2 separate regions of the Mus musculus genome follow, and region 1 is linked to region 2. Evidence: chromatin contacts called from public promoter capture Hi-C data. All regions are on one chromosome and are shown on one strand. The core of a region is the stretch at or near the end of the contact, and the rest is flanking DNA. Distances in the headings are between cores, read along the strand shown.

What was found. Promoter capture Hi-C pulls out the DNA fragments that hold promoters and counts their contacts.
Region 1: a promoter capture Hi-C map of the C10 cell line shows a contact between it and region 2, with 7 times the contacts expected there. The contact joins two enhancer-like sites. A contact is called at or near these places in 2 of 39 promoter capture datasets (the C10 cell line and pre-B cells).

The regions. Positions count from the first base shown.
Region 1 is chr2:17,722,544-17,725,428 of GRCm38.p6, reverse strand. It overlaps a transcript of Nebl not described here. Among named protein-coding and RNA genes, the nearest start is that of Mir6419, 160 kb to the right of the region's middle. Within about 2 kb of position 1,493, at least 14 of the 459 cell types and tissues checked have an H3K27ac peak or open chromatin away from gene starts, as enhancers often do.
Region 2 is chr2:15,145,280-15,147,979 of GRCm38.p6, reverse strand. No RefSeq gene overlaps it. Among named protein-coding and RNA genes, the nearest start is that of Arl5b, 91 kb to the right of the region's middle. Within about 2 kb of position 1,314, at least 16 of the 459 cell types and tissues checked have an H3K27ac peak or open chromatin away from gene starts, as enhancers often do.

The sequences.
Region 1 (2,885 bases), core at 244-2,743, 2.6 Mb before region 2:
ATATATATATATATATATATATATGGTCCATGTTTAACCTATGTTTCTTTCATTGCCCCGAGATTGTCTTTTTCATCTGTTTGTGTGCAGGTGTATGTGCAAATCCGTGCATGTTTTATTTTAGAATCTGATCAAGGTACATAGTTTATATTTAGTTGTTAGGAAGATACCAACTTTTCCTGGTTACTACAAGTTCAGTGTCAGGCATTCAGTTTCTGCTACCAGTTCTCTTGGCTTAGGTGGCGTCTTAAGAGAGTTTTCAGGCAGAGTACTTCTATAGTATAGTATTCTTTTAGACCGTATAATATGTGATTAACTTGAGACCCTTTGAAATAAATATTAACGTTGTGCTTAAAACTGTGAAAGTGTAAGCAGGGGCACTGTCTTTGTAATTGATACCTGAGGGCATCTTTGTTTAATGGGACAAGGCAGTGAATACTTCTTGGGTTTAGACGCACTGCCTGTTTGTATTCTCACGTGTTTAGAGAAGATATAAGTATTCTGTTTGCCTTCGTGCAGAGGAGGACATGTATAAAATGTAATTTACACGGTATTTACATTCTGATCTTTTTGATAGGATGATCATAATAGAGTGTATCCTCGGAATGAGATTGAATACAATGCACATTTAGTTCCTAACAGCAGTGAACACTATTAAAATATTTAAAAACAAACTGGTCTACTTGAGTACGTGCCATGTTTTCATAAGCCTTTATGCTTCACTAGCCGGCAGTGGCTTCTTGTTTAGCACATTCAGAATTTTCTGCATCTTAGAACTTGCAAAGCAGAGAGGACTGAGCGGCGTTCTTACTGCTTAGAGGTGCTGGGGAAATAAATAACACACGAGATGATTAGACAAAAAAGCACAGCTTGTATTTATGTGTGAATTATATGCCAAGCTAAACTACAAACACTTTGATACCCCACATGCCACACAAAGAATATAAACCCCAAGGCCATTTGTCAAATTATTTAATTTATTGTGTGTGAAAGTCAAATTTGCATTTATTATGTGTTTGTAACAAAAATACATCGGTTCTCAGAATTTTCTGAGAAGACATTATTGCTTAGAAGTAGCAATATCAATGACTGGCCTTTAATATGCTGCCACCAAATGTTCCATTATCATAGGACTGGGGAGGGACCATTTTATTATGACCTTGACAGTAATTTTCCTAAATCATTCCTTCTGTAGATTTTAGGGGTGGGTTGGGGGAACATTTGTACCTACTGTGTCAAATGTATCTTTAATTATGGAAAAAAAATCCCAGCAAAAATCCCAAAACATACAGATATTCGCACTAAATATGTTTAGTCACCCTTTCAAATAAGATTCCCTTTCACCAAAGAGTCTCACTTAGCACGATTTTGTTAGACTTTTGAAAATGAAACAGCAGGAGCTGTGTATTGCATTTGCGGCTCTCTCTCTGGCTGCATTAGCAATTCTTCCAGTGAATATTCATTGGCTATCTCTAGCCTGGAAGATGCTGAGCTGGGTGCTGCTCATTAAGAGCCACCCAGAATGGTCAGCACACTTCTGCCAGCCTGTCTTGAGGGTGCTTATCTAGGCCACCGTGCCTCTGGCTCTCACCATTTCTCTGTGGTAACTAACATAGTCTTTCTGAGGTTATCAGAGGACAGGGAAGGAAAAGGAATGAAACGTAGACCTGAGCTCCACGCCCACTCCACCTCCTGTTTCTCTTATCTTTGTGTGTGCCTTCCAAATTTGGTCCTATAACCCTCCGTGGCCTCAGATTATTTCAAGGGGGTTTGCGAGTTTCCTGCGCTTAAGTGAACGTGGTCACTGAAGCAGGTCTCTTGAGCTGCAGCCTGTCATTGACACTTTTGGGCATGATGTAGCTGGCTTTGAATCTCGACACCATTTTGTCTTTGGATTGTTTGTTCTTCCTTTGTGAGATAAGATTGGTCATAGTACATATTGTTTACTTTTGTAACTGTGGGACAAAATGCCTGAATGTAGCAACTTCAGAGCGGGGAGGTTTATCTTGGCTCGAAGTCCCAGAGGAGATCGCAGTTCATCACAGTGGGGAGCTTGTGGATAGCCACATGGTGGTGGCAGACCAGAAACAAATCAAGAAAGCAAATGGGTGTAGCTCTCAAGGTCCACTCTCTAGTGGCCCTTGTTCTGGTGTGTGTGTGTGTGTGTGTGTGTGTAGTGCTGGGAATCAAACCTGAGGCCTCATATATGCTAGGCAAGCACCGAGTCACATCACTAGCACCTCACAAGTTTTTCAAACAGTAGGGAGGAAGAAAGACAAGAATTAACAAAGACAGAGAAACCATGAACATACACTTGAGTACTAAAAGTTTGAGACAGGCTACTTCATAGCTATGCCTTGAACACCAGGGAGCACTGAGAGCTGCTGTGGATCTGGTGAGGAATGGTTGTTAATGGGCTGGAAGTGCTCCCATAATGGATGTTAGCTGCCCTTGCTTTCAGGATCTCCCTTCCTGCCAGGCCCACACTTTTCCTGGCGGCTGACCCAGCACCCTCAGCCCCTAGATCAGCTGTGGCACAGGCATACTGCGCTGTGTGGGAACCGTGTGGTTCCCTGTCTGCGTCCACTCGGGGAGCGGAGTGTTCTTTCTTGCTTACCTGATTGTCACCTGAGCCTGTCACTTAGATGATGCTCAGTTAAAATTAAGCCTCTCTTGGGGACTGCGATCATGCTTACATCTCAGAGAGTGCACTCTGTACTTAATCCTCACTCAGCATGGACCCAGCTAGTCTCTCCTAGGAAGGCAAGCAGAAGTTGGACAATCTAGAAGAAGCTAGATGTCAGATCGGCTTTGGGGAGCCTAAAAGGTAGTTTATCTCAACCTGAGTAGCAAAGGGGGGGAGTGTCCTGATTGATGGGCGGGGC
Region 2 (2,700 bases), core at 65-2,564:
GGACTCAGAAGTCTGCCTGTTTCTTCCATCCAGCAATTGGCCCATGACATCTTTCCTGATAGATCAAAAACCGATTGGGGATCAGGACCTTAATATCATAACCACCCCTATACTCTGTGACTAGAAAACAGAATGCTGTGTGGGAGCAGAGGGGAAGGCTGGCAACTATCAATTTTTCATTTTCTGTTTGATTTAATGGAGTTACAAACAATGAGCCAATTTCTGCAAGAAGGAGTTTGCAGATGTTTCTACTAAGAGAACATGGTGAACTGCATCAGGGTGGAAGCAGGAGTGGTGAAGGAGCCTGACTCAGTAGAGTCTAGAGATGTGCTGAATTATTGTAGATTCACTATAGACAGGAAAAGAAAAACATTAGGATAACTCCTCCTTCTCCAAAGCCCCCTCTTCTTCCTTTTCCTCTTCCACCTCCTCTTCCTCCTTGTCTTTCTTCCTTCTGACTGAGATTACTTTCAACTAATTGCCATATAAAAATACTAAACTCATTGCTTTTTGAGACAAAGCCTTATTATAAAGCTTTGGCTGGCCTAGAAATCACTATGTAGACCAGGCTGGCACCAAACTCAAAGAAATCTGCCTGCTTCTACCCCACAAGTGCTGGGATTCAAGGACTGGACCACTATGCCCAGCTCCTAAATCAATTTTTTCCCACCCCCATGGCTTTGTGACTTCACAAAGAGACAGACACTCAGAGAAGGTAAGTCTCCCTACTGTTGTAAAAAGATCAATGTTCAGACTCAGCTCTGCAATGTAAGGCCAAGTTCCCCACTATGCCCATGGCATCATGTGTTTGTACTTCACTTGAGTGACACATATTCAAATATCTCAATGATGTTGAGTAATCATGGGTAGTAGAACTTTAATAATGAGTCAACACAAAAATCTTATGGTGCAATTTGGTAGTGTAATTTCTGTTCTACTTTTTAGTTTATCCATTTCATGTCCTTTGGAGGTAATACATTTATTTATCATTATTACATGACAGCATATTTAGAAAAGCTTTCTACATTTGATTCACCAAAAGCACATCATTTCACTATAATAAGGTAGAACCAATGTTGTATTTCAGCAGCCCCCTCCCCCACAGACACATTATGATACTGTGAGAAAGAGTAAAGCAGGCCCTTGCTTTCTAGGTGATGTCTGGGCTGTAACTTGCTAGTAGGATTTAATGTCCTTCTGCCATACATAAACAGTTGTTCAAGACATCAGGGTCAGGTTAGTACATTGTGTAGCTGGCATGTCTTGATATAAAAACAAGATCATTGTGTTTATCTGGACATGAACAAAATGTTGACATTAGCAACGCTACATTAATGATTAAACTTTCCTGACTTGGCTAACAGGAGTGAATGCCATGCCCTAGACTCACCTTCTTCTGGATAATGCTTTGTAAACATATGTGTGGTTGTGCTTTGAATGTGATACATTCCTACAGGCAGTTCTCAGTTGGCAGTGCTGTTCTGCAAGGTTGTAGAAATGTTGAGGCACAAGGTCTGGCTGGTACAGATGGGTCACAAAGGTGTCACAAAGGTTATCCTTGCTTCTGGTTCTAACTTAAGTGTTCTGCTTTCTTTCTTCAAGGCTGTGAGGAGTCTTGGCCACAAACTCCAACCATCATGAATGCATTTTGTAACACATTCCCCTACATAATGGACTGAAACTCTCCAGAACTGTGAGCCAGAATAAATCTTCTCCTAAGTCATTTGTGTCAGATGTTTTGTCGAAGTAATGAGGAAAGTAATTGCTGCATAAGTTATGGGAAAACCCTTGTCCCCTTTCCTATTTCACATACTGATGTCCCAAACTAATCTCATAGTGTGACTCATTTGGAATATTAAAAGTATAAGTTACCATCATATTTTACTTAGTTCCTGGACTATAACACACCAAACCAAAATGGATTCACTAATGATATGGTCCATTCAATCAAGTTAAAACTTTGAGAAAAGATCCCCAAACATATCACTTTTAAAAACCAAACAAGCAAGTGGAGAGATGGTTCAGTAGTTTACAGCACTGGCTCGGTCCTCTACCAGAGGACCTAGGTTCAATTCCCACCCAGCACCTACACTGTGGCTTACAATCATCCATTAGTTCCAGGTCCAGAGAATCCACCATCCTCTTCTGGTCCCTTCAGACCTGAATTACACCAATGGTATGCTCACATTACTGGAGGCAAAACACATATATACATAAAAGAAAAATAAATCTCTAAATTGAGAGAGAGAGAGGTTGAGAGAGAGTGCGCAATTAATCTGAATAGGCTTAGTTAAACTAACCAGGCATCATAAGAAAGACTGCTCTGGTTTGACCACTTCTAAGAAAAGTCACCTCCCATAAGCTGATAGTAAAATCTCTTCTCTAAACTGCTCTTACCAGTCTCCTTCCCAGAGTAGCTCTTGTGACCATACAGCTCATTTCTCCATCATGTTACTATGTTGCCATGTATGAGTGTTTTACCTGAATGCAAGCACCTTTTCTAAATCTTTATGTGAGTGACTGAGCCATCTATGAATCTCTAAGAAAGGTCAAATTTGTCAAAACTTGTTTGTCATATATAATCTAGCGGCTCTAATGAGACAATTAATTTAGAGTATAGTCTTTAGAGTGAGTCTTAATTCAGTCTGCCCTGTTCTTATAAGAAGTACAGAGGCACACAGGACCTGGGGAAGACAATAT